Linked DNA regions of Zea mays: all the other regions are linked to region 2. Evidence: chromatin contacts called from public Hi-C data. All regions are on one chromosome and are shown on one strand. The core of a region is the stretch at or near the end of the contact, and the rest is flanking DNA. Distances in the headings are between cores, read along the strand shown. Region 1 has its middle 54 kb from the start of LOC100502502. Region 2 holds the start of LOC103629935 (amino acid transporter AVT1I). Region 3 holds the start of LOC103629938 (probable glucomannan 4-beta-mannosyltransferase 3). Region 4 holds the start of LOC542481 (soluble starch synthase 2-3, chloroplastic/amyloplastic). Region 5 holds the start of LOC100502502 (DCD (Development and Cell Death) domain protein). Region 6 holds the start of LOC103629937 (beta-1,3-galactosyltransferase GALT1).

Region 1 (2,700 bases), core at 198-2,697, 160 kb before region 2:
AGGGTGAGGCTGACAGCCGCCGAGTCCAGCCTCAGGCGCCATAGGAAGCTCCGCCTCGCCCGACCCTGGGGCTCAGCCCCCGCCTCGACCTCGGAAGACGATCTCCGCCTCGCCCGACCCTAGGGCTCGGACTCTACCTCGACCTCGGAAGACGGTCTCCGCCTCGCCCAACCCCAGGGCTCGGACTCAGCCTCGACCTCGAAGGAGTCTCCGCCCCGCCCGACCTTGGGCTCGGACCAACCACATCGCAGGGGGGTACATCATTACCCTACCCCTAGCCAGCTCAGGCTATGGGGAACAAGACCGGCGTCCCATCTGGCTCGCCCCGGTAAAACAAGTAATGATGGCACCCCGCATGCTCCCATGACGACGGCGGTTCTCAGCCCCTTACGGAAGCAAGGAGACGTCAGCAAGGTCCCGTCAGCCCCGACAGTTGTGCTTCTACAGGGCTCAAGCGCTCCTCCGATGGCCACGACGCCACATGCACAGGGCACTAACACCTCTTTTACAGCCACGTCGGCATGTACATAGGACTCTGGCTCCTCTCTGCCGGACACGTTAGCATACTGCTACACCCCCCATTGTACACCTGGGCCCTCTCCTTACATCTATAAAAGGAAGGTCCAGGGCCCTCGTACGAGAAGGTGGCCGCGCGGGAGGATGGGCTGACGAACATGCTCTCTCCCTCTCTCGCGAACGCTTGTAACCCCCTACTGCAAGCGCATCCGCCCTGGGCGCAGGATAACACGAGCCGCGGTTCCCCTTTTTTCCCCCTTGTGTTCCATCTCGCGCCGACCCATCTGGGCTGGGACACACAGCGACAATTTACTCGTTGGTCTAAGGACCCCCCGGGGTCGAAACGCCGACAAGTTATACATTCAGTAATTAGGCTATCAGACATAATAGCTTAATCGTGAAATGTCGAATAATTAGCAGCCACGAAACGTTCACAACCCGGTCGTATTTAAACATGTTAAAATAACTTTTAAGATAATATTATAATATGTATCTTTTTATTTATTTATTGCTTGATATAAACATTTTTTAGATGTGTCTTGAGTTTATATATTAGTATCATTTTTATATAACAATAGTTTAATCGGACTCTATTTTAAATTTGCCCCGGTCCCCTAAACCCTTTGGTCCGCCGCTGGCCCTTACCCGCGACCCCGTCACCCGCCGAGGCACAGGGCAGGGCTCTCTTATGTGAGTAACAAATGAGATTAGTATAATGAATAGAATCTAACCAACAGTGTATCACTTGCTCGCATTATATAGTCAGGAGAGGGTTCCTTGTCTCTGGGCTCAGTTTCAGTGTGCTACTCGTATACTTGATCCTGGACTCGATTGTAACTATTCCTTTTTCTTGGGCCAGGGTTCGGTCCATTTCACGGCCTAGAATGCGGGTCCAATTCAAGGGAAGGTCCACTGGCTATGGTGCCCGCCAACTACAGCACAGTTGCACTCCCATCAGATCTGTCCTTGTTCGTGCCTCGTGCTGGCTTGGTCGTCGCTCATCTCTCTCCCCTTCACCCTCGGTGCTCGGGTATGCATCGGGAGCGGCACAGCGGGTGCTCGCTGTTCGGCAAGGGCGGCCTCCGGGACAGCGCCAGTGGGGCCAAGGTGCAGCGCAGGAGCCCACCATCGGTCGACTACTCAAGTCAAGCGCCATGCACGGATCTACAGCCGACGTCGAGTGAGGTAAACGTCTCAAATTCCTCATCTCCACTTTCTGACCCGGTAATGGACAATGTCCCTATCGAGTGCTCCATAGACTTAATGTTGTTGTCAAATTGGCGTCAAATTAATTTCTTTCACTGTGGGGTTTAGTTTGGTCAAATTGTCTTGGACCAAAAACCGTGTACCATCTTAAGATCTACCAACATCTATTCACCATTGTTCGTAATGCTTGGTTTCCTAGCATGCTATCCATTCAATAAAGCGTTTTGCTCAAGGCAGAAGCTGTTGGGATGGAGTTCTTGAGATGATCTTGCCATCATTCTCAGCTCATTGACCTAACTCAAATGGTTTGGGAAGATAAAGAGGATTTATTGATTTGTTTTGGTGATATATGGGGTTCGAATATATTTTTAGGTGAAGCCCTTGGGGATAAAGATTTTTTTTCTGTAAAAATATTGAGCCTATCATGTTCTTATGCATCAAATTAACAATCCTCTGCCACAAAAAATTTAAATTATTGTGGATTTGCTCGTGCAGCTTACCATTAATGTCACAATTGTGCTACTTGTGACACAGTGTGTGTTTTGGGGGTCTGGCCACTATAACAAGCTATGAAACTGTTCCATCTATCAATCACAAACCAAATAATATCTACAGGACCCTCTCCCCTCATAGAGATCGTAGCGTTATCACGGGCTATATGCTAATTTAACTTTTATACATCGATTTTTGGATTGTAAAAAAATTATACAATATTTATGGTTGCATAATATCCATTGTTAGTTAATTAAATTTGAAAAGAATTAATTTCACAATTAAAAGCACTGACTAGTGAAAGGGGAAATATTAGGGCTCACCCGTATTTCGGGGGATTTATTTATCCCTCCCCCCACAAGAGAGAGCCAAAGAGGGGGGCCGTTGGAGGCTTAGAGGACCATACTTATGTCACACCTGGTTTTAGAAGACAAATCAAATACGAACTATGTACGTGTTAGAATCAGAATTCACGTACACAACGAT
Region 2 (2,700 bases), core at 159-2,658:
AAGATAAGCCGATATGATATAGATGGGCTGGACACGAGGATCGGCAAGTGCTTTCTTTTTCTTCTCTGGGTCAGCCTCGCGCGGTTTCTGAATCAAGCCTGTGTGGAAAATGGGCCGAGGCAGTTGCACGCGCTAGCTAGCCGGTAGGCTTGCCTTTTTTTTTTCTTCTGAAGTGCGGCTTCCGCTTCCGCATCATGTAGCCATGTAGGCTTGCGGTTCCGGAGGGCTAGTGTTTGATTTAACGGGCTAGCCCATCTTATTCATTTAACTAGTTAGTTGCTCGTGCTTTTCTACGGTTATTATTTATTATATAAATATATATTAATATATTTATTTAAATATAATAATTGTTTATTTTTAAATAATATGGTATATGTGGTTTGATGGTTATCTCTAAATTTATGAAGCAGGAGGGTATAGTTCGAGTGCTCACTCTGCACTATTTTTTGTACGGGTGGGTGTTAGTTGCTGGGCAGGCGCAGTAGCGCACGGGGCGCGTGGAGCGGACGTGGAGGATGAAACTGTGGTAGCACCAGCGGTGCTGTGTCACACCCGAATTTAAGGACAAATCTAGATGCATCTCAAATGTGTGCCAAGAGCCTAGGATCAAGTCTCACATACGATAACTCATGGTAAAAAAAACAATGTCATATCTTTATTTCGTATACGATTTCTGTACAAAAATAGACAGGCCGTATGTCATTTAACTAGTCGCTTGTGGACTCCCGCTGCATCATGCAGTAGGCCTTGATCACGGACACGGGGTTCCCAAATGCGGCCCGATTGTTTCCTGTGCTGCACCACCGACCAGGCCTCTTGGTCCTCTAGAAAAAGGGCAGGCTCTTTGGGGGTCTGTAATACATGGCAGCCCATCGGCCCATTCTCACTTCCGCACGACTCCCGGCGAGGCGGCGGATTTTTTCTTTCGACTGTGCGTGCCTAGTGCCGACGGCCTCGACGGCGGGGCGACCAGCACCCACCGACCCAGCGGCGGTCCTAACGTTTTAGGGGACCAGGACAATGTTTCAAATAGAGGCCCTTCAAATTATTTTTAATATAAAAATGTTACTACTTAAACACTTAAAATACATCTAAAAATATTTATATCAAATAATACGTAAATAAAAGGATATATATTATAGTATCACCTTAAAATTTTCTTTAACATGTTTAGATATTCATTACTTTGTTGATGAGCTATTGGATCACATAACTATAATTGGGCCCTATAAATTCGGGGGCCCGGGGCGACCGCCCCTCTGCCCCCACATTCAGGGCCACCACTGCACCGACCGCGGCGAGCCGCACTGCTGCGGGAACCGATAGTTTCTTTTTCGCAATTGACTAACATTCCGGCGAGTCGAGCTGTGCAGCGCTGGCTTCCACCGCCATCTCGCCATTGATTAGATGTTTCATGTGGCCTCCGGTGGCAAGTGCGCTGTACCAGCACCCAGCAGGCTATTATTTTGTCGGCGCAGTTTCTTTCGAGTCATAGTGGTGACGCACGGCACAAGGGTCAATGCGGGTGCGCTGATAATGGAGGCATTCTCATCAGTTGCAAACACGAAGCGCGGCCATATCTTACACTCGGTTCGTGCTTCTCCTGCTATATTGCATCTTCATCTCATTTATTCCGTGCTGATTTGGTGGCTCGTGTAACTTTTGGTTCCACCTCCTATTCTCCTTTACTGCGTGACACAAAGAGTAAACTAGACAATACTACTACGGGCTGCTAGCATGTGCCAATTCAAGAAAAGGGGGAACCCACGACCACAGAATGGGCTTTAGGTTAGACAGAGGTTGAGTTCCATACGAACATCCAACCTTCTGATGATTTTTTTGTGTGTCTGCTTGATAGCTTGGTAATGGACATGGATGGTGACCTCAGATTACATCCTATGATGAGAAGAGCGCCCTGCTGGATTATGTTATCTGTGATCCTGGTTCAGTAAAAATTCATGCTGACCCAGCAAGAATCTTGGGCAGTGAATCAACAATGGTGGGGCCCGTTCAAAGATTTAGTGGGTTTCAAAGCAATGCCTACCGATGCTTGCTGAGTAGGTGTGCATCAATGGTCCTTTCGCATTGACTTTTCCTCATGAAGTTGCCTGACAATTATATTGGACTTTTGTGGGTCAGTCAGTCATGTTCAGGATGAATCTTGACTCCTCAGATCAACTTAAATTGAATAGTCTGATTAACCATCGCTTTGTACAAATCCAGCTAAGGTTACAATGATTGTGGCCGTTATTGGAAACCCGACCTACCACTGAAATCATTCTAGACCAGAATCAAAGTACAGCAACCTCAAGTGCACTATGATAACGTTATAGCCTTTTGCTATCACTCAGACTTGTGGCTCCCTCAGTTTGTCTTTCTGCATTCTCTCTTCTCTTTTGCATGCTATCCAATTTCATGAAGTACAAAGTATTTAATGAAAGTCACAGTGTATTGTCTTGGTAACTGCATGTGCACTCAATTATCAGTCTAGACATTCTGGAAGTTACTGTTTATTTCTCAGCTTTGATCTATCCACTGGACATTGAAATTAGCTTTGATGTTCTATGTTTTCTACTAAATGTTGTAAGTTCCTTTGTACAGTAAAAGTTATTTATGTTTTGGACGCAACATGATCTCTGGCATGTTCTTTAACCACTATTTTCTATTACAATATATGAGATTGTGAAAGCAGTTTCAAGA
Region 3 (2,925 bases), core at 98-2,597, 240 kb after region 2:
TTTATGTTATCCTCCAACATTGGTCCAAATGGTTTTCAGGCTTACAAGAGGACACCTTCAACTCCAACCACGTAGTATGTTCAAATTTGGTTTGAGCTATAACTCTATAGGCATAGTTCAATAGTTCAATTTTTTAGGTATATATATATAAAGAGAGATAGAGAGAGAGTTTAAAGCTATGCAATTTTATGCGCAAGTTACGAACAAATGTATGTGGTCTACGTATTGCTCTAGTTCATTGCATCTAGTCCCTTCGTCCCAAAATATTTGTCACTATGGTATTCATGACGATCAAAGTTTCTCAAGTTTGACTAGATTTACAGGAAAGATTATCAATATTTGTATCTCCAAATAAGTTTATTAAGAAAATAGATTTAAAGATCTATCTAATGGTGCTAATTATCTACTATAAATATTAATATTTTGTTATATATATTTGGTCAAAGTTAAAAATCTTTGACTTCTCGAAAAGTGAAAACGACAATCATTTTAGTACGGAGGGAGTAGTTGTAAAAGAAATTCGAAAAAAAGTCTATTCCCACTTTGTTTATGTGATATTTTGGTCTTCTCGTCACCTTAGGAGCCTCTCGAGCGGAAGAAAAGGCCTCGTAGGCGGGCTATCTCCAGTAGCATTTCCTTTTTTAAATTCTACTGAATGAACAATGCAGTCTACTAGCTCCGCAGGAGTGTGGCAAAAGTGTTTTTTTCTGAACATAATGCGTAGTTTTGAAAAAATAACCAGTTCTGCTGTTTTAATTCAGAAACAAAACATTCTGGACTCGTCATCTTCTCGTGCACGTGCATGCGGGACGGAACGGATGCGTCCGGCTGAGCTGTTCTGTGCATCCTCCTTCCGTGCGCGACCCAAGGGGTACCACCGTAGGGGAGGTGTGTGTGGTGGTTGATTTATTTTCGCCGTATATCATTGTTGCTGGGCACCAGAAACACGACGAGGGAGCATCCAAAAACGGGGGCATCAAAAGCTCTGGCCCGTCCATCCATACCATTCGTGGCCGGCCGGCCGGCCGGTCGGGATGGGGGCGCGGCCGCGACGGCGACGTTTCGTCGGGCGGCAGCAGCAAGCCAACCACCACGAACGAACGAACACGTTCGCTCTTGGCATTTCCTCTCATCCCTTGGCCTTGGGTTGCTGTTGCTGATGGGCCAATGACTACAAAGCCTGCCATGCGTTGTGGTCTCGAGGAACTGCGGACGGAAGCGACACTGGGGCCGGCAAACAGACACTGGGCCCACGGGCGGTACCGATACGTGATACCGACCAACAAGGCAACAAGTAGGCCAAGGAGCGTGATGCTCGTAGCGCAAGAGGTAGTGAGCCACTAGCCCTCAACACTGAACTGTGGGGTCTGGTGCGCGTTGGCTAACATGTCGGAAATCAAAGCTGTGGTTAAGCCGGCGAATCAGAGCGATCATCTCGTGAGCTTCTTGTACTGCACCACCACTAGCCTCATCACTCATCTCATCAGTCATCACTCACCTCCCGCACCGAGCCACCGACGCGACCCAGGAAAAGCAACGACAACGTCTCCAAAAGCTGCAGGCTGCAGCTCCTGAGGGCCGCAGGCCGCACCGGAGAGGCCGAGAGGGCAGGCGGACGCGGACGCGCGTGCGGGAAGGCGTGAGCAATGGCCGGTACGGCGGCAATAGCCTCCTTAGCCGCGGTGGCGGGAGCATGGCTCGACCTTGACGGGTCGACGACCCTGCTTCCGCGCCGGTTGCTTCCGTCGTCAGGCGGCGAGGCGCTGCGGGCCGCGTGGGACGCGGCGCGCGCGGCGGCAGTGGCGCCGGCGCTGGCCGCCGCGTCGTGGGTCTGCCTGGCCCTGTCGGCCATGCTCCTCGCCGACGCCGTGTTCCTGGCCGCCGCCAGCCTTCTGCCCCGGCGGGCGCCGTGCCCCATTGCCGGCCCCACCGCCGAGGTGGACGGGGACGAGGAGGAGGCCGGCTGCAGCGTCGGCTACCCCATGGTGCTCGTCCAAATCCCCATGTACAACGAACGGGAGGTCCGTGTCCACTCTCTCAGTACATTGGCGGCGCCTCGGCACATCGGCACCAACGCAATGCAAATAATGCCGTACCGTTCCTTTCTTTTGTGTGCGCGCAGGTGTACAAGCTATCCATTGAAGCAGCATGCGGGATGTGGTGGCCGTCGGATAGGGTGATCGTACAGGTTCTCGACGATTCCACGGATCCGACGGTTAAGGTAAACTTCGAATCTTCTAGCCTTCAGTCATCGTTAGGTACGTTGCCAGCTGAAGTGATGAGTCAAATAGGTTTATTTTAAAAAAATCGTCTTTCAATAAATCATGTTCAAGAAAAAAAAACACTAATATTTGTGACATCAAACACATATTATTATATTAATTATAAAATACATTTTATAGCAAGCATATTTAAAAGTTAAAACATTAATGTTTGCATTATTCCCAACTATTTAACTACATTCAAATACTATAACATTAATGGAGGGGAGATGCACGTACCATCCACAGAGTCAGCATACTACGCACTCTACTATGCAAGAGTGCCGACACATCAGAGGTTTTGAGTAGAAACTTCTGAAAGAGTCTAAACCAGAAGACCTAAAGCCAAAAAGCTCCAAAACCACCAACAATAACGACTCAGACGATGATGCCGGGGCAAGTTCCTAAAGCCAATGCAAGCCATCATTTATATCATTGGTAGCCCCGACTCGTACGAGTCTAAGAGAAAAACAATAGTTGGAGATGAGGTACGTCTACTCTGTGTAGCCGGCCACACCAGAGTTCCTCCACTAGTCAAATGTGTCGATTACATTTGACAGATCTAATCACTCTGGTCATGTGCCACGGTTAGGGTGGTATCTTCTGATATTGAATCCAACAGTTGGCGACACACGACTCCACTGAGTCCTCATTGATGGTGGAT
Region 4 (2,890 bases), core at 239-2,738, 210 kb after region 2:
GTAGTCACATGGGTATCCTTGCGACATATCTCACACCATAGAGACTTAGAGCAGTCTCTAGCGTGATGCCCTTCTTCCCCACACTTCTGACAAAAAACCTTCTCCCCATGTCATGATCTACCACTGGAGGGGAGATCTGAGAGTTAGGGTTACCTTGCATCAACATCTCTCCGGATGAAGACGATCCAACGAAGTCGCCCTTGACTGGCATCCTTCCTATAGGTGGCTTCAATCTCCAGCTCAAGTTCCTGTTCCTTCCCCATTGTTGCTGCTCTTGAGGACTCTCCTTATTGTTGCCCCGCTCCCACTTCTGAGTCCAGTCTTTCGCCTCCCTCCTCTCGGCCTTCAGCAACGACCGAGAAATCCTGAATCTGAGACGAGGCCACTCCTCACGGCCTGAGGGAGGTTGACGCTGGATCCACCGCCAACCCCCATGGAAGCCAATGCGAAAAGTGGAAGGGCCACCCACAGCAAGGAGGAGAAAGCGGCGAGGTGGGGGAGAGATAACCTACCAATTAGGTCATTCGTATCCACAACCTTCAACGATCTCGATCCATCCATGGAGGATGTGGCGCAATCTGTTGAAACCGAGCTCACGGGCTAGGCCAACTGGACTCCCGACACCGCCGACGCAACCCAAGGATCACCCAAAACTTCCACCTCAGACCCCAACCCCCTCCATGGCCCCATAACTAGAGAAACAACAACACTACGTCCCTACGAAACGCAAGCAAGCCATAGAAAGATGTCCCACAGAGAAAGGGAGGAGGGAGGAGGAGGAAAACAAATTTCAATCAGGATTTTGTGCCGCCGCCGCGATGAAGGTTGCCGTCGGTGGAACATGTCAACTGTTGACGGTTTTTTTTTTCGAGAGATGGAACTTGCTTTTCTCTTTTTTTGAAACATGGGATTCCTGCAGTCTGCTCTTTACCGTGTCCACGGCACCATCCTCCGCCGTCGGGTGTAGCCGTCTAGCCTATGCTTACCTTTCAGCTGAGTGACCAAACACTGCACCCTTTCGATCATGCTTCCTTCCAAGGCACAGCCCGACTGTCAGCACGCCACTCTATTGCTCTCTATAAAGTGGGCCCCGCTGCTTATACAAGATCCATACCCCGAAGCACGCCATTTTCCATCGTGCCACCTTTCCAAGTAGCAAAACCCCTCGGGTCCACTCGTGCGGCCGACGGGTGGGACCAGTGAAACTCCGGGCCCACGTGTGATTGGCAAAGCACGGCCTCTCGCTGGGCTGCCGTAGGTAGCCGAAGCACACCAAGGAAACGGCTGGCAGCTGGCTCCTGCTCGTGCGCCGGCCGCTTCTTTCCAAGTGCGCGCGCCACAGCCGCAAAAGCGCGAGCAAACGACGGGAGGCCGTTCGCGCGACGCCTGGCTCCGTCACGGCGTCCCCGCCGTGATCCGCTTGGCCCTATTCGCCAGCCACACAACAACCTCACGGGGTGCCGTAAACCCTCCTCACTCGCCACTCCCCACTCTACCGCTGTCCGCTGCCCACCGCGTGCGCTGCGCTCCCGTGCGGCACTGCCGGCGGCGCGACCCCGCGCCCATTGGACGAGCTTCCGCCCCGCCCCGATCGATCCCGCCGCCATGTCGTCGGCGGCCGTGTCGTCCTCTTCCTCCACCTTCTTCCTCGCGCTCGCCTCCGCCTCCCCCGGGGGCCGCAGGCGGGCTAGGGTCGGCTCCTCGCCGTTCCACACCGGCGCCAGCCTGAGTTTCGCGTTCTGGGCGCCACCGTCGCCGCCGCGCGCGCCCCGGGACGCAGCGCTGGTGCGCGCTGAGGCTGAGGCCGGGGGCAAGGACGCGCCGCCGGAGAGGAGCGGCGACGCCGCCAGGTTGCCCCGCGCTCGGCGCAATGCGGTTAGTTGGTCGACGCATATATCTTGTATCTATAGTTCTATACCCCCTGGACCTCGATTTGGATCACTGTTTGTTTTCTGAAACCTACGTGCGTTCATGATCAGGTCTCCAAACGGAGGGATCCTCTTCAGCCGGTCGGCCGGTACGGCTCCGCGACGGGAAACACGGCCAGGACCGGCGCCGCGTCCTGCCAGAACGCCGCATTGGCGGACGTTGAGATCAAGTCCATCGTCGCCGCGCCGCCGACGAGCATAGTGAAGTTCCCAGCGCCGGGCTACAGGATGATCCTTCCCTCTGGGGACATAGCGCCGGAGACTGTCCTCCCAGCCCCGAAGCCACTGCATGAATCGCCTGCGGTAAACTCCGTGCCGCCGGTTTCCATTCCCAATCCTGACACCGATGGTATTGCTGCGCTTGCTGAAAAGAAATATGCACAGGTTGACGGAGATTCAAATGGAATTGCACCTCCTACAGTTGAGCCATTAGTACAGGAGGCCACTTGGGATTTCAAGAAATACATCGGTTTTGACGAGCCTGACGAAGCGAAGGATGATTCCAGGGTTGGTGCAGATGATGCTGGTTCTTTTGAACATTATGGGGACAATGATTCTGGGCCTTTGGCCGGGGAGAATGTTATGAACGTGATCGTGGTGGCTGCTGAATGTTCTCCATGGTGCAAAACAGGCAAGAACATTACTCTTAGCGGATTCTTTCAGAACTGCTTTTCGTTTGAGTTTGATGGAGTTACTGATGTGTGATGTGAGCAATTGTCGAATATTTTAGGTGGTCTTGGAGATGTTGTGGGAGCTTTACCCAAGGCTTTAGCGAGAAGAGGACATCGTGTTATGGTAGTACACTTGCCCTTCTGTTTTCTTTAGATTTCCTGTTTTCTCATCATCTTACATATATGGTGAATCTACAAGTTGAGAACTTGAGTTTCATAGCTGGAAACTTGTATCTCATAAGATGCGCGGTGTTGAATCCACGTAAAAAACAAGATCTAAAAGTGCTATCC
Region 5 (2,865 bases), core at 222-2,721, 210 kb before region 2:
TCATGGACAAGGTTCAGCCCACCATGTGATGCTGCCTTGTACACGCCATACAGAAGCTTCAAGTCAAAATCATACAGGAACAGCTTGACCCCTGGCCTAATCTTCTTGACCATTTCAATCTTCCCACTAGGCATCCCAAACAAGCGACTCTGGTAGCACTCCTTCTTAGTCTTTGCATTGCACATGAATATAAACCCTGCAACCTTACGGTCACCCCTTTCTTCCTTCTTGACCACAGCCTTCTTCCCCTTACCCTTACCCTTTCCCTTACTTCCTCCTTCCTCCATAACCTCCTTCCCCTTGTCACTCATGGCCCTCTCTTTCTTGTTCTTCATCTCACCATCACCCCTACTATTATCAGCACCCACACCATTGCCCTTGCTGGCAGAAATTGCAGCTGCAGCATCAGCATTAGCTTGAGCTGGTTTTGGCTTTGGCGACGAAGCTGATGCTACAGCAGTGGTTGGTATTGGTGCAGGCACCAATCCTTCAGCATCAGTGGCTGGCTTCTGCGTCTGTGCCACAGGTGATGCCTCAGCAAAAGTGGTTGACTTTGGCGTTTGCACCACAAGTAATGCCTCGGCAACATCGGATGGTTGCGGTAAAGCCGCTGATGCAGATGCATCGCCATCACCAGTGCCTGCACCTACAGGGGCGACCTCGTCAATAGCTGCTGCAGCGACTGCCTGCTTCGCACGGTTGGCCTTGACCTTTCTCTTCTTAAACTTCGAGGCCTTGACCAACCCAGGGGTGGACGGATTCTCCTTGGATGGCTGGGCTGCCGCGTCAGCAGAGGTCGCCGTGGCCTTGGCGACACCGTTGGGCTTCTTCACCATGGCCGCTGCTCGGTGCAGATTTGAGGAGGAGACGAGAATTATTACCACAAAAGTAGAATTGGATCCACCAAATCGACAGTTATTGCGCACGGATGAATCAAAGCATATAAACGAATAGCAGACCTGGATCCACCACAATCGACAGTTATTGCGCACGGCTGGATAGAAGCATATAAACGAACATTTTCGGGGAGGGGATCTACGATTTTATCGGATCTAGAGAAGAATCGTGCTCCTAACAAGGAATTTGGGAGGGGGGATTCTACGGTTCTGACCTATTCGAATTTTAGGGGAATCGACCGTGCTCCTAACAAGGATTTTTGAGGAAAAAATCTACGGTTCTAACCGGTTCGAAGTTTGGGGGAATCAATCGTACCCCTAACAAGGGATTTTTTGGGGGAAACCCTACCATTCTAACCGATTCGAGAGAGAACTTGTGGGAAATGACTCTACTATGCGGAGCGGCCGAGGAAGGGGGCGACATACCTGGAACCTGTAGGTGGAAGGGCAGTGAGCCAGTGATAGTCAGGGGATGGGGCGATTTTTCCTTTTACCTGGACATGAAACGGCCGAGGCAGCGGCGACGGGATATATAGGAAGAAGATAGCCCGATTTTGTCCGATTAGGGTTACGATCTTTTCTCACACTCAATTCCCTCTACCTGCTCTCTATTTATATTTAAATAAAATAGTATAATGCTCCTACTTTATGATATAGATGTTCATCGCTACAATGCACACATCCATATTTAATATCCAAAAAATAAAAATAAAAAATATTAAATAAATATATAATCCATATATAAATATTAAATTGACAAGAACAATTATTACTTTTATCTTTGTTGAAATGGCGAGAAATTTATGAGTTCAAAAGGAATCCAACAACTTTTTTATAGCTCACATGTTCGCTCGTTTCTTCAACTAAGAGGTGTGAGAGCACCTAGAGGGGGTGAATAAGTGATCCTGTAAAATTCAATAACTAATAGCCACAAAACTTGGTTAAGTATTAGAATGGCTAAGTAGCGAGCTCTTGCAACCACACAAGTATCACAGAAAAACAATCACAAAAGACACGCGAGTTTATCCCGTGGTTCGGCAAGTATAACACTTGCCTACCTCCGCGTTGTGGCGTCCCGATGGACGAGGGTTGCACTCAACCCCTTTCAAGTGATCCAATGATCAACTTGAATACCACGGTGTTCTTCTTTGCTTATCTTTTTTCCCGTTTGCGAGGAATCTCCACAAGTTGGAGTCTCTCGCCCTTACAACAAATATCAAAGTGAGAGCACAAGAGTAAGGGTGGGAAGCAACACACACAAATTCGCAGCAATACGCACACACACAAGCCAAGACTTGAGCTCGAATGAAGCACAGCGAGTTCACTACTAGAACAGAGCTCAAATCACTAACAAAGTCAATCAAGTGCGCAAAGACGGAGTGTAGAAGACTTAGAATGCTCAAAGTATGCTTGGATGACTCCTCTATGCGCCTAGGGGTCCCTTTTATAGCCCCAAGGCAGCTAGAAGTCGTTGGAGGCATTCTTGGAAGGCCAAAGTTGCCTTCTGTCGGGTGGCGCACCGGACAGTCCGGTGCACCACCGGACAGCCACTGTTCATGTCCGGTGCGCGATCTCCTTCTTAATCTGGTGGAGCCGACCGTTGCAGCGTCGGGCCCGTTGGCGCACCGGACATTGTCCGGTGCACACCGGACAGTCCGGTGCCCCCTGCCGACCGTTGGAGCGGGCCACGCGTCGGCCGCGGATTTGGCGGTCGACCGTTGCGCTAGCGGCCGTTGGCTCACCGGAAAGTCCGGTGCACCACCGAACTGTCTGGTGAATTTTAGCCGTACGTCGTTGAACTTTTCCCGAGAGCGACGACTTCGCTGCGGACGACTCACCGGACAGTCCGGTGCACCACCGGACGGTCCGGTGAATTATAGTCGTACGCCGCCGTCGAGTCCCAAGAGCGGCCGGTTCACCTTGGACTTGTCTGGCACACCGGACACTGTCTGGTGCACCACCGGACAGT
Region 6 (2,700 bases), core at 147-2,646, 130 kb after region 2:
CAGAGTTTACTGTAGTGTCAGGCTGGAATCTTTGTTCGCTTGGCTTTAATCCGTACCGGCTTATACTACTTCTATAGTGTTTTGTCTCCATGGATTGCAACTGCAGTAGTTCGAAAGCTGACTTTAATCCGAAGCGAACATGTTAAGCTTATTCCATGGAAGGTTATCCTACTAACTCATGGGAAACTCTAGGGTTTCGCCTAGAAACAGGTCCAAAACTCACCCATATACATGAAGGGGTAATATCGATTGAATCAACCAACAATCGATCTATCAAACCAATTTTACCTAATGCATTTGATCTAGGAGTAGTCTAACCATAATTTAGTCTTAGTTGTAGTTCCACAACCTCAATCTTTACCTCTTCGGCTTTACGTCGTTTAGAGGTGCTTTGGGTGGCCTGTCGATTGTGAAGCAACCCTACGATCTCTCCTCCCCGAGACTCCGACAGGGTCCTTTCCAAGAAGCGAGATCTAGGTTCTATGTGAAGTACCTTGTGCCATCGTGGACGGTCCGTCGCCTACATGCCTACGGTCTGCCAGCCTGTAGAGAAGAGCGAAGCTCTATGCGTTGTCGTGGATGGTCCGGTGCCTCCACACGGATAGCCCGCACTCCCATAGAGAGGACATCTAAGGTCCTGTTCTCATGAGCAGGCTCTAGAGGTCGTTGATGTTTGGCCCAAAAAGACATCAACACATACTGCACAAAATCTAATACAAATTATATTATCAACTTATGTTGAGATTGTGAGACTGTGGCACAAAATTCAGAACATGTTTAACTAATAATGAAATTCTAGAATGAGATTCTCTATGCTAGGTCATAATGGATGCTATCTGGTATGAGACTATCTTCAGCGGACTCTATCTCACTCCCTATTTTAAACTTCACTATGCAAACAGTTAAATCTATAGTGTAAACAGTAATTTGCACAATCGTTTATACGACCTGTTGAGATGGCATGAGCATGGGTTTAAAATCAGTTGTATCGTATGGGGTGTGTGTGGGGGAGGCCTCGGTCCTACGACCGAGTGTCCACTAATCCGCTCGTACAAAGTCGTTCTTCTGCTTTCCTTCACGCAGACCGCTATAGCAACAGAGGCTAACGAGCGAGATCGTCCACATCACGCGGCCGCAGACCCTGTTTGGTACAACTTATTTTCAGCTTCTTCACAGATATAAACAAAATATGTGCCAAACAGAAAGCTTCTACAACAATTTATTAGTTCAGCTACTTCTCGGACTAAATTAAAAATAGACAATAACCAGAAGCTGATTTTCACTGTCTTCTTAAGCAATTATGCCAAACATGGTCGCAGTCTGGCCCCGGCCAACCTAAACGGCACGCACCCTCTCACCTACCCATTACCCAGTTACCCACCCCTCGCAAATCGCTGCCCGACGCGAAAGGGAAAAGAGACTGACCGAGCGAGCCCGGCCCTCCGACACGCGACGGCGCCTATTTGCCCTGTCGCGGTCGGTCGGTCCGTGGCGTGGACCTGAAGCAGCCTCCTCACAGGCTCCCTTCTCACACCGTCTCTGACTTCCCTCCTGCGCTCCCGTCCTGCCTTCACCTGACTTGTTCGTACTTCGCTCCTGGGCTCGCTGGCTTCCTCAGTCCTTGCTGCTCGCTAGCTCCGTTGTTCAGGCGGTGCCTGCGCCGGCGAGGTTAGGCAGGACTCAGGCGAAGTGGGCTAGCAGCCGGGTGGCGGCGGCGGCGGTGGATTCCTGGTCAGTGGTTCTGGCATTGGGCTTATGCTTTGCGGGCTTCGAGTTACACATTGCGAGATGGGGGGCGATCGTGCGGAGGCTGACCCTGTCGTGTAGCGATTTCCTGCGAAATTTGGGGTTCGCGTGCTCGTGAGCTTTGCCGCCTGCTTCATTTTTTTTATTTCCCGTGTGGCGTGCGCTAGATTTCGTAGGGACTTTGGTGATCTGCGAATTTCTAAAGGTGAAACAGTATCTGAGTGATGCTCTTTCTTTTTAAAAAACACTTAAAAAAGAAATTTGTCGGCGCGGTTTGTGCGATGACGCTAGAAGGCTAGATTCTCGCTGTCTATTTTGAGACCTTTTTTATGCAACCAACATCTCTAGTGCAGTGCGAAAAAACATTAATGAGCGGCCACCTTCTTCCTTTTACAGGATAAAATTTATTCTTGTCTGCTTTTTTCTTCTGGTAGGTAGGACACTCCTACCTGCATCAAGTTTCGTTGGTACGCTTCCTTGTGGTTATGAAGCTTTCTGGATACACCTGGGAATGTTTGGTTACGTTGAAGAGTTGTTGAATACACCACATCAGGGTGACAGCACAGCAGGAATTTGTTCAACTTTCTGATTGGATTGTGGTTCTAAATTGCTGTTCTGAATTTATGCCATGCTTTAGATTGAAGATATAGTGAATGCAAACTCCAGACACAACTTGTCGTAAGGTTTTGAATGATGAAGAAATGGCATGGCGGCTTTGCCATTGTATCTTTGTTCATCATCTTGATGTTAAGATATGTGATATTGGATAACCCACTTGTAGAAAACTCGCTTCAGTATGTTTTCCAGCAAAACAGGACGGCAGAATTACATTGGTTGGATGTTCCAAACCCACCTGCAATCCAGAATCTACAGATTTCTTCTGAAGTAATATCAACTGGACTCTTGGCTTCCAACCTTTCCATTACCAGAAATCTCTCTGATAGAGAACTTCAA

Evidence for each region. Hi-C and Micro-C count contacts between places; a contact is called where the count stands out from the background.
Region 1: a contact with region 2 is called in a Hi-C map of ear, with 2.2 times the contacts expected there. The contact joins the enhancer-like site here to the promoter of LOC103629935 in region 2. A contact is called at or near these places in 2 of 25 Hi-C or Micro-C datasets (ear and leaf).
Region 3: a Hi-C map of leaf shows a contact between it and region 2, with 5 times the contacts expected there. The contact joins the promoter of LOC103629938 here to the promoter of LOC103629935 in region 2. A contact is called at or near these places in 3 of 25 Hi-C or Micro-C datasets (leaf and tassel).
Region 4: a contact with region 2 is called in a Hi-C map of bundle sheath, with 2.2 times the contacts expected there. The contact joins the promoter of LOC542481 here to the promoter of LOC103629935 in region 2. A contact is called at or near these places in 3 of 25 Hi-C or Micro-C datasets (bundle sheath, ear and tassel).
Region 5: a Hi-C map of leaf mesophyll shows a contact between it and region 2, with 2.6 times the contacts expected there. The contact joins the promoter of LOC100502502 here to the promoter of LOC103629935 in region 2. A contact is called at or near these places in 7 of 25 Hi-C or Micro-C datasets (bundle sheath, ear, endosperm and 3 more).
Region 6: a contact with region 2 is called in a Hi-C map of tassel, with 4 times the contacts expected there. The contact joins the promoter of LOC103629937 here to the promoter of LOC103629935 in region 2. A contact is called at or near these places in 12 of 25 Hi-C or Micro-C datasets (bundle sheath, ear, endosperm and 3 more).

What each region holds. Positions count from the first base shown.
Region 1 is chr6:123,674,469-123,677,168 of Zm-B73-REFERENCE-NAM-5.0, forward strand. No RefSeq gene overlaps it. Among protein-coding and RNA genes, the nearest start is that of LOC100502502, 54 kb to the left of the region's middle. Within about 2 kb of position 1,448, at least 16 of the 20 cell types and tissues checked have an H3K27ac peak or open chromatin away from gene starts, as enhancers often do. A contact at or near this core is called in ear and leaf, where this site is marked.
Region 2 is chr6:123,832,290-123,834,989 of Zm-B73-REFERENCE-NAM-5.0, forward strand. It overlaps LOC103629935 (amino acid transporter AVT1I), which reads left to right and starts at 1,409. Exons shown (of 3, transcript XM_008651034.3): 1 at 1,409-2,700.
Region 3 is chr6:124,075,529-124,078,453 of Zm-B73-REFERENCE-NAM-5.0, forward strand. LOC103629938 (probable glucomannan 4-beta-mannosyltransferase 3) reads left to right here and starts at 1,348. Exons shown (of 9, transcript XR_004850286.1): 1 at 1,348-2,021; 2 at 2,123-2,221.
Region 4 is chr6:124,037,468-124,040,357 of Zm-B73-REFERENCE-NAM-5.0, forward strand. It overlaps LOC542481 (soluble starch synthase 2-3, chloroplastic/amyloplastic), which reads left to right and starts at 1,489. Exons shown (of 9, transcript NM_001301653.1): 1 at 1,489-1,875; 2 at 1,980-2,231; 3 at 2,313-2,559; 4 at 2,659-2,723. The coding sequence starts at 1,606.
Region 5 is chr6:123,620,179-123,623,043 of Zm-B73-REFERENCE-NAM-5.0, forward strand. LOC100502502 (DCD (Development and Cell Death) domain protein) reads right to left here and starts at 1,472. Exons shown (of 5, transcript NM_001196980.1): 1 at 1,391-1,472; 2 at 1-841. The coding sequence starts at 836.
Region 6 is chr6:123,962,539-123,965,238 of Zm-B73-REFERENCE-NAM-5.0, forward strand. LOC103629937 (beta-1,3-galactosyltransferase GALT1) reads left to right here and starts at 1,397. Exons shown (of 8, transcript XM_008651038.4): 1 at 1,397-1,731; 2 at 2,181-2,700. The coding sequence starts at 2,437.